Linked DNA regions of Anas platyrhynchos: region 2 is linked to region 1. A link is a contact called in public Hi-C data. All regions are on one chromosome and are shown on one strand. Each heading gives the region's core, a stretch centred on a gene start, on an enhancer-like site or on the middle of the called end of the contact. The rest is flanking DNA. Distances are from core to core; before and after follow the strand shown.

What was found. Hi-C and Micro-C count contacts between places; a contact is called where the count stands out from the background.
Region 2: a contact with region 1 is called in a Hi-C map of skeletal muscle, with 2.2 times the contacts expected there. The contact joins two enhancer-like sites. A contact is called at or near these places in 4 of 8 Hi-C or Micro-C datasets (liver, skeletal muscle and subcutaneous adipose tissue).

The regions. Positions count from the first base shown.
Region 1 is chr2:62,562,018-62,566,026 of IASCAAS_PekinDuck_T2T, reverse strand. RIPOR2 (RHO family interacting cell polarization regulator 2) reads left to right here. Exons shown (of 22, transcript XM_038173984.2): 14 at 1,722-1,792; 15 at 3,226-3,394. It overlaps LOC119715776 (a long non-coding RNA gene), which reads right to left. Exons shown (of 3, transcript XR_005263188.1): 3 at 3,501-4,009. Among named protein-coding and RNA genes, the nearest start is that of GMNN, 23 kb to the right of the region's middle. Within about 2 kb of position 2,541, at least 4 of the 8 cell types and tissues checked have an H3K27ac peak or open chromatin away from gene starts, as enhancers often do.
Region 2 is chr2:62,656,619-62,660,740 of IASCAAS_PekinDuck_T2T, reverse strand. All of the region lies in intron 1 of LOC140001897 (a long non-coding RNA gene), which reads right to left. Among named protein-coding and RNA genes, the nearest start is that of CARMIL1, 11 kb to the left of the region's middle. Within about 2 kb of position 1,305, at least 5 of the 8 cell types and tissues checked have an H3K27ac peak or open chromatin away from gene starts, as enhancers often do.

The DNA.
Region 1 (4,009 bases), core at 1,292-3,791:
CCCCAAAATGAACAGTAGCTGAAGCCATCCGTGCTGCAGGGTAGGTGGGATACAACCCCTACAGAGGTGCCATGGAGTATGTTTGATCAGTTAAAGACTGTGTGGTCAGTTTAGGGCATCAAGTATTGTAAATGTTAGCATACAATTTGTGCATACAAATTAAAAACAAAACTCCAAGCCTGGGATAGCTGAGCCTGAACTTGGAGGCCAACTTGATTTTTTTTAACAAGACGAAGCAAAGTCCTGTCTCTTACTCGGGACTGGAAGATGCAACTCTGGAATTGCACCGCTGGCTCCTGGCTGTTTCTGGTCAGTCTCGTGGGGCTCAAGATGTAAGAAGTCACTGCACAAACCAACGACAGGGTGAGCCCTCAAGTTACTGACTCATCATCTGCTCCTGCAAGGTGACCTGGAAGCAAGTGTATGGGCACGTCTGGATGAATCTCCACATGGGACCAGGGCCTTTGATACTTCCCACAGCACCAGCAAGGCTGCAGTCACGTTTCTTCCCAGCAGTGAGATAGGATGGCTTCCCCCCTCTCTAGGTGCTGTTGATTCACAGGTTATGATACTGCCTTTTTCTGTCACCCAGGCATCTGATGTGTGATTGCCTTTTCCTTGATAAGCCACGTGGCTTCAATGGCCACAAAAGTCCTCTCATCCATCTGCAGATATGGGACCAAACTCATTCCTGGCTAAGCTCTGCTAGAGTTGCATCTGGAACAAATTCAATAGTGCCATTGGATATATACAGATAACTCAGCTCCTGTACCTGTAACAGAAATCATGGAATGTGCCTTTCCTTTTCACCTTTCATTGCATTAACTACTGTCTCTCCTTCTGGAAGATGCTGAAAGCTGTGTCGCTTGGACTCGAGATGTACTCCTTGTTTCTATAAAACACGCCAAATCTCACCTTTGAGGGTTTTCCTTCGGGGAAGAGAGGGGGTAGGATGGGGAGGGGAGGAGGAAGGGAAGGGTTTTCCAGTTCTCAGGCATTGATTGTGTATGCTATGAATATGAAGGTTTGAAGTGAAATACCCAATAAAATGAAGTTTAAAAAATAAAATGAAGAATTTTAAAGTTTTAAGCTTTATCATTTATTTATTTATTTTTCTTTCAGTAGTAGCTAATATCTGGGGTTTTCATTGGTTCGTTCTGCCTTTGCAGTGCAAGCCAGCAGTAACCCGAAGCAGGTCCTCCAGTTTAAGTCTAACAGTTGAAAGTGCTTTAGAAAGCTTTGATTTCCTGAACACCTCTGACTTTGATGATGAGGATGGTGGTGGTGAGGAGGTTTGTAATGGTGGAGGAGGTGCAGACTCAGTATTTTCAGACACTGAGATTGAGAAGAATAGGTAAGTTTGTAGTAAGTGCCAGCTATGCTTACGCCAAACTGATACCCTAGCTCTTTGTCACTAACAGAGGATCCCGGTGCACACATTATTCAAGGAAGACCAACTAATCCTTGAGGAGTTTATAGGGTCAGAGGGTTTCCTGTGGCTGCTGTATACCAAACCTTTAGCTTCCAGGATCATTTTCTGCCTGTTCAAATATGCATAATCTGCCCCCACTTCCCCCAAACATATGGGTGAATTAAATTAAGCTGACATCAACACTGGCAGAGCCTCTTCCTTGACATAGGTTTGGACCTGGTTTTCCTTGGATGTAATTACTAATTCCTCTGTGGTTTTTCCCCCCCCTCCCTTTGTCTTTTCTCTCTAGCCGAATGAGTCTTTGCAGTGGATTAAGCTTGTCAATAACAATAACACAGGGCCAGATTTAAGCAGCATGGTGTAGGTTTCCTTTGGAATGTAAGAGTGATGACTGGTACTCTGTCCATGGCCCTGCGTGTTACCTGCCCTTCTTTCATCACTTCTGGTCTTTCTGAGGGAAAAAGAAAAAAAAAAAAAAAGAAAAAGAAAAGAAAAAAAAAGCTGTGTTGTTTTGTGTCGTGGTTTGCCATTGTTGTGTGACCGTAAGATGCTGTGTTTCAATCATTAAATCCTAAAAGCATGTTTGCATCCTCGGCACTGACACGAAGCCCAACAGGCACACATGTGGCACTAGACATGGAAAAAAAGGCAAATTCTAACTTGGTTCCCTAAAATCCCATGCTTTCTAACAAGGGAGTGATACTTCTCACATCTTATCATGGCCTGTTCAAAACAGTTTTGAGCACAAACAAGCAATGACCATTCAGTTCCCATCCATCTTGCTGTGCTGTCTCCCTCCAGACTAAGACTTGGTGGGAAGAAAAACTTGGAAAATTGTGCTGCTTGCTACACTGGCACTCTGAGCTCAGTTCAGTCTGCATGGATTTAAGATCTGGCTTTAACCAGGCGCTTCAGCCTAAGTTCAACTTAAGCAAAGGAAATTTAAGTTACTGTTAAGCTAACTTGGAAACTAATGAAAACCTTTAAGTTAAAGTAGAAGTTAAAATCCCATTTTTTCCCCTTGGGCTGATCCCCAGAAAGCGTGGATTCCTGCTTCCATTTTTAGATGCGTGTGTGACTCAGTGCAAAGATCACAAGTGCTGACACTTCTGAACTTGCAGCCAAGCACGCTTGCAGTCTGGGGACTGACCTTGGGCTTTGCATTTAAACACAGGGAGGATCATTTGTACACGACAAAGTTGGAAATAATGATTTAAAACACAGTGAGAATAGCTTGACCTTCTTACAGAAACTACTGGCAAACTCAGCTGTACACAGTGTGCCTAAAACGGCCTATGAAAACATCATGTCTCTTACTCCAGCAGTGGTTTTCCTTTCTTTTTGCAATGAGTCCTAAATTTGGCACTGGGAGGTGCCAATAGCCTCGATCTGCTCTCAGCAGCTCAGTGCTTGAGGTGGCACAAGCTGTAACGCTGCCTCGTCCTGGCCAGCGGGGGAGAAGATTTGTCAGCAGAAGGGTGTTTTCTCCTGGGCTCTGCACCAACGTGCGACAGCAGCCGCAGGTTAAAGAGGCTCACTTGGCATTGCTCAAGGCAAACGAGCCAGGGCTCCATGGAAGCGACCTGTCCCCACCCAGCTCTGCACCCGGGTACCACTGCTCACGTGTGACATGATGTCTTCAGCACCAGGTTTCTGGCTTTCCAAGGGCTGTGTGGTCCCAGCGCGCTGCTTTCGGCTCTTCTCCCGTGCTCGTTGCCCGTCTCGCTGCGTGAGCCTGTGTCTGTCTGCCACAACGGCCGCCGGCCCCCACTGACCTCCTCCTCCCTCCGCAGTTACAGGCCGGAGCACCCCGAAGCCAGGGGCCACCTCAGCGAAGCCCTCACCGAGGACACGGGTGTCGGCACCAGCGTTGCCGGCAGCCCTCTGCCACTCACCACGGGGAACGACAGCCTCGACATCACCATAGTTAAGCACCTGCAGTATTGCACGCAGCTCATCCAGGTACCACAACAGCTCCTGTTGTTTCAGTCCCGGGCTCAGAGCTCGGAGCAGAGCTGACAAGCAAACCGCGGGGCACACAGCAGGTGCTGCTGGTGCAGGTCAGCAGAAGGCAGGGGCAGGCGCTGCTCTGGGCAAGGAACCTCTGCTGGCTTCACCAGGGGATGGTCCTGGCCAGGAGGTTGCTCCCCAGTTCAGGTATCTCAGGTTTTCAGTAGTAAAGGAGGAGCCCGTGGCCCCACTGGCTGACCCAGCCCAGGGCTCAAAAGCCTCAAAAGCAAAACCATTTCTGCAGCATGAGGGGGAGAAGAATCTGCTCTAAATCATCCGCACGCAAAGTCCACACCACAGCAAAGGAAGCACATAGCAGTCCCTCTGGGAGATCAAAATCATCCATTCATACTCGAGACTAACTAGCACAGCCTTTTAGCAGGGTTCTTCAGAACCTAAGCACAATAAATGTGATCTTAAACCTCCAGCAAGACGCTCTAGCAAGTGAGGGCATCAGGGTTTTGTTGGTGAATCAAAACGTATCACAACTTCTCTTTACAATTATTTGACTCTTCAACCTTAGATATAATTAGCTATTTTTATTTTTTTTCCCCCAAAAAGCCCACT
Region 2 (4,122 bases), core at 56-2,555, 96 kb before region 1:
GTTCCTGTAGCTTTCTACAAAGAAGTAGCTTCCTTGTAGGACACCTGGGTCACTGTTACACACACTCTCATTTACAATCAGCATGACAGAAGCCTAAAATCTTTGTCATACTACCTCCATTAGATTATTTAGTGTGTTTCTGATGGGTATACAGGCAGATTACAGATCTGACTGTAAGCATGTGGCAGATTGAGGGGTCCATAGGAAACGAGGAGCCATGCTGGCTGCCACCAAGGTCCCCAGGCATTGGAGCGGAGCTGTGCTGACCTGCTCCATTCAAGGCAGCACGAAGGAAGCAGCAGTGCTGCTCCGTGTACTGCAAGCAGACAGATGGTCCCCTGTTTTTCCTACCACTCTTTCAACTGCAGCACATTGAAACACAAAGGGTAAAGCTTGCAATAACTCAAAAGCAAAATCTGGAGAGTGACAGCTGGAAACAATCTTCTTAAAAATAGCCCAAACAGTAAGCTGGCGGTACAATATACATACTGCAATACTTGCACACGGGGCTGGAAGGAAGCAGAGGTAGCATACTGTGGTTTTGGCTGAAAATAAAAGTTGAGAAGCTAATTCAGCATTCAGCTCGGCACAGTCAGGGCCGTGGTGGAAAAACCAGCAGGGCACCTGGGCTCTGCAGCAGTGATAGCAGGATGCCCGAAGGACAGGATTTGGAAAAGAGAAACCTGTTTTTTTTTTTGTTTGTTTGTTTGTTTTTGTGGGAAAAGGTGGGCTGTTTATTATAGACTGAGACAGTTCAGATATCAGGGAAAGAAAGAAAAAAAAAAAAAAATATATATATATAATTTGAAAACATTGAGATGCAGCATTCTTCTACCCCAGCTGCAAACAGAGTGGCCACAAGACCAATACGGCTTCCTCCCAACCCAGTGGAGCAGCCAGACCTGTCCGAGGGCAGTGCTGTAGGCATGTTCCCCAGCAAGCTAGCAGCTCCACCAGCCTGTACTTTATTGCTGCTGCTCTGGGAGTAGCTGTAGCTATTTTCAGTTCTGCATCAGATGGCATCTGAAATTAATGTTGTTTAATAAGCAGCAAAATGAGCGTTGTCAGCATGTCAGTGTGAACACAGACACACGTAGACCTTTAGCAGATCTTAGTTGTGCTTTACCTACACATAGAGGCACTCTTCAGATTTTATCCTATGTCTGTCCTGATCTGATTTATTTATACAACCCTGATTCAACAAAAAGAGGGGAAAAACGGCCACAGACACAAAGGATTCACTCCTCCTCACTCTTCCCAGTTGCACACACCCAACCGACTCATTTCCTTTCTCAGCAAAGGAATTGGGCCCTTGTGATGCAGTGTTTCCATAACAAGGAAAAGTTTTGTTCAGCCACAAAACCTTCGCCTCAGTGTTGGAGAAAGTGTGCCAGATGTCCTTGCCACATGCAGGAAGGAGAATCGCTCAGGGACTAGTGCACAACACACGAGTTAGCTTGAGGAGATGCAACACGCTAGAGCATTTAATGCAATATATGCCACAGCTTTTAATGCAATGAATTCAGTATGTAATGGGCCTGCTGAGCTGTGAGGCAGCAAGAGACACTCAACCCTTCAAGCACAGACACTGTAGCCAGATAGGGGAAGAGGGAAATGTGAGGGGCTGGAAGTAGCCTGGTGAAGCCCTCTGCATTCACTGTAATGTTTACGCAAATTAACCCAGCAGCTTTTTGCTTCATCAGATTAAGGAGCCTCCTTGCTTTTACCAAGGACACTAAATTATATATTTTTTTCCCTCATTCCCTTTGAAGTCCCATCTAGTTGTTATTATTTCCCTTGCTGAACTGCAGCTCTGTGCTCCCCAGAGACCCTTCAGAGTTTGCAGTGTTTACCATCTAGTGATGATTTCCACATGAAACACGCTTGGGTTCAAGGAGAAAGTGTTTTTCTTGAGCTGCCAACTCAGCCCAGTCTCCAGCAGTTGAGCTGGATTTCTTCCACCTTATGCATCATCACTGGCAATCAAGGGACCTGCGGGCAAGCTCCAGATCCTGGTTGCACAGCCATCAGCTGATGCTCTCAGCAAAGGGACTATTTTGCAGTGGACTGGACAAGAAAAGTTTTCTTCCCTTTCAGTTTTTTGCCAACCCAGGAAAGAGTCCTCAGAGAGACAAAAATGCCTCCCTAGTCCCCAGAAAACAACGTGACACCATAGAGTGTAAATTCATGCATATTCGCACACTACTCAACACTTACTCAGAGTCAAAAAAATATAGCAGAATAGAAACAAGCAGTTGAAACCAACACTAAAACGCACGTGGAGTGTAATGTGTATTTTCCCTCTTGGGCAAATCAGTGCTGTACTCCCATGCTAGTACTTAGGGTGAACACGTGCATGCAGGACTGCTACTCAGAGCAAATGATGCTCACCACATGAACCTGCAGGGAATACAGTGTCCATTAGCTATGGTAGAATTGAAAAATATCTTTGATATATTTCAGTTGCTCCTTTAGGATTTCTGAAGACAAAATGCTGTATAAACAGCATCAGTTGGCAAAAGGCTATTTCGTTATTAAAGCACTGTTGAAAACCTGGCTATGAGACATTTAGATGGTGCCAAACTTTTTAAAGGCCTTCCTGTCCCATTTATTTTTTCCTCACTGTTTTGTTCTGTGATTTGTTATTCAGAAGTGTTAGGTGTTTCTGGACATGTCTCTAAAGTTCTCATTTTTTCTGATATTTTTCACGTTTGTTAAATATAAATATGTTCAGGAGAGTACAGCTACTTAATATCTCATTGTAAAAATATAACAACAGAATTGAGTTTTGATTTAATCTATTTATTAGCTAAGTAGGTGCAGCTGCTCATTGAATATTACAAAGCATACATGAGATGTCCTTACAAGATGAAGGGAGATTTTGCAGCTGAGGGCTATATTCATCCTTTCAATCTACTGCCTTTTCATTTTCTATTTCCTCAATTGCCATTGCTCCTGGAAGAGCTTAAAACTTGCTACAGTTCTACTTCAGAGAAATGTACCAGCCATTAGTTCTTCTTGTGAGTAAGGATTGACACCTTGTGGCCAGAAAGTGTTAGAGAAAAAATAATCCTATTACATTTTGATCATCCAGCCATTCTTTCCCTGTAGACCAAGGTTTTCTTTAACCATTGTTTATTTAGGTTTTAAAGAGTCACAGAAATATCAGACTAAGGTGGCTTTGTGCTCTTTCCTGAGTGTTTTTATATGGTTAAGTATGATTGAACTTCCTTTCTTCCAGGGAGAGAAAAACCTTTGGACCATTTGCTTCTCCAGCAGCTAGATAGGGGATTTCTGTTCCAGCCAGACTCAAGGGTCATCTCACCAGGAGATTTGCACCCAGTCCTTTGAAGGATATTTTTACTCCACTGAAAATATTTTCAAGATGTGGGCAAGCACACCTGGTGTGATCTCAGACTGGAAATTGCTGAGACTGTCAGCCATGGGTCCCCCCTGCCCATTTGAGACCAGGTTTCAGGCTGGAAAGTAAAAGAAATGAACCATAATCAGGGGACAGGATGTGTTACTGCTGATTCAGGATTTTGTTTCTGCTTTTGATATTAAAATTCCATATAAAATTTGTGATTCTGTTACAATCTCTGGCTTCTTAATTGCCATATTAGAAATAAGTAAAATGGGACTCTGCAATCTATTTCGTTCGAGGAACTGGAAAATGTAACAGGCTTAAAACACCTCTCACTGATCCCAGCATTTCCTCCTATGTGGAGATGTGCTTTTAATCATTTAAATTACACTAATTTCCAGGAACGCCATGTGTTGAAACCCATTCCAACCTCTATTTTTCTGATTCTCTGAGTTATGGGTATCCCAGAAATCACTGTAAGATGTCAAATCAATCCTCAATACAGAAATGTTTTCAGAAAGCCATGATCAGGGCCTTTGCTTTGAAGTGAAGCTCTAGCCTAACTCAGTTTATTTATGACATATTTATAACAGTTTATTTATATTTTGCAGCCCTGGTCCTTCATGGTCTAAAATCCACAGCTTCACCAGAAATACAGGATGTAACAAATATTTAGGATATAATTTTCAAGTTTCAGCTTTGAAACATTAAAATATCAGAATCTTAGAAGAAAGTGAAGGAATCTTTGGCCTATGTGA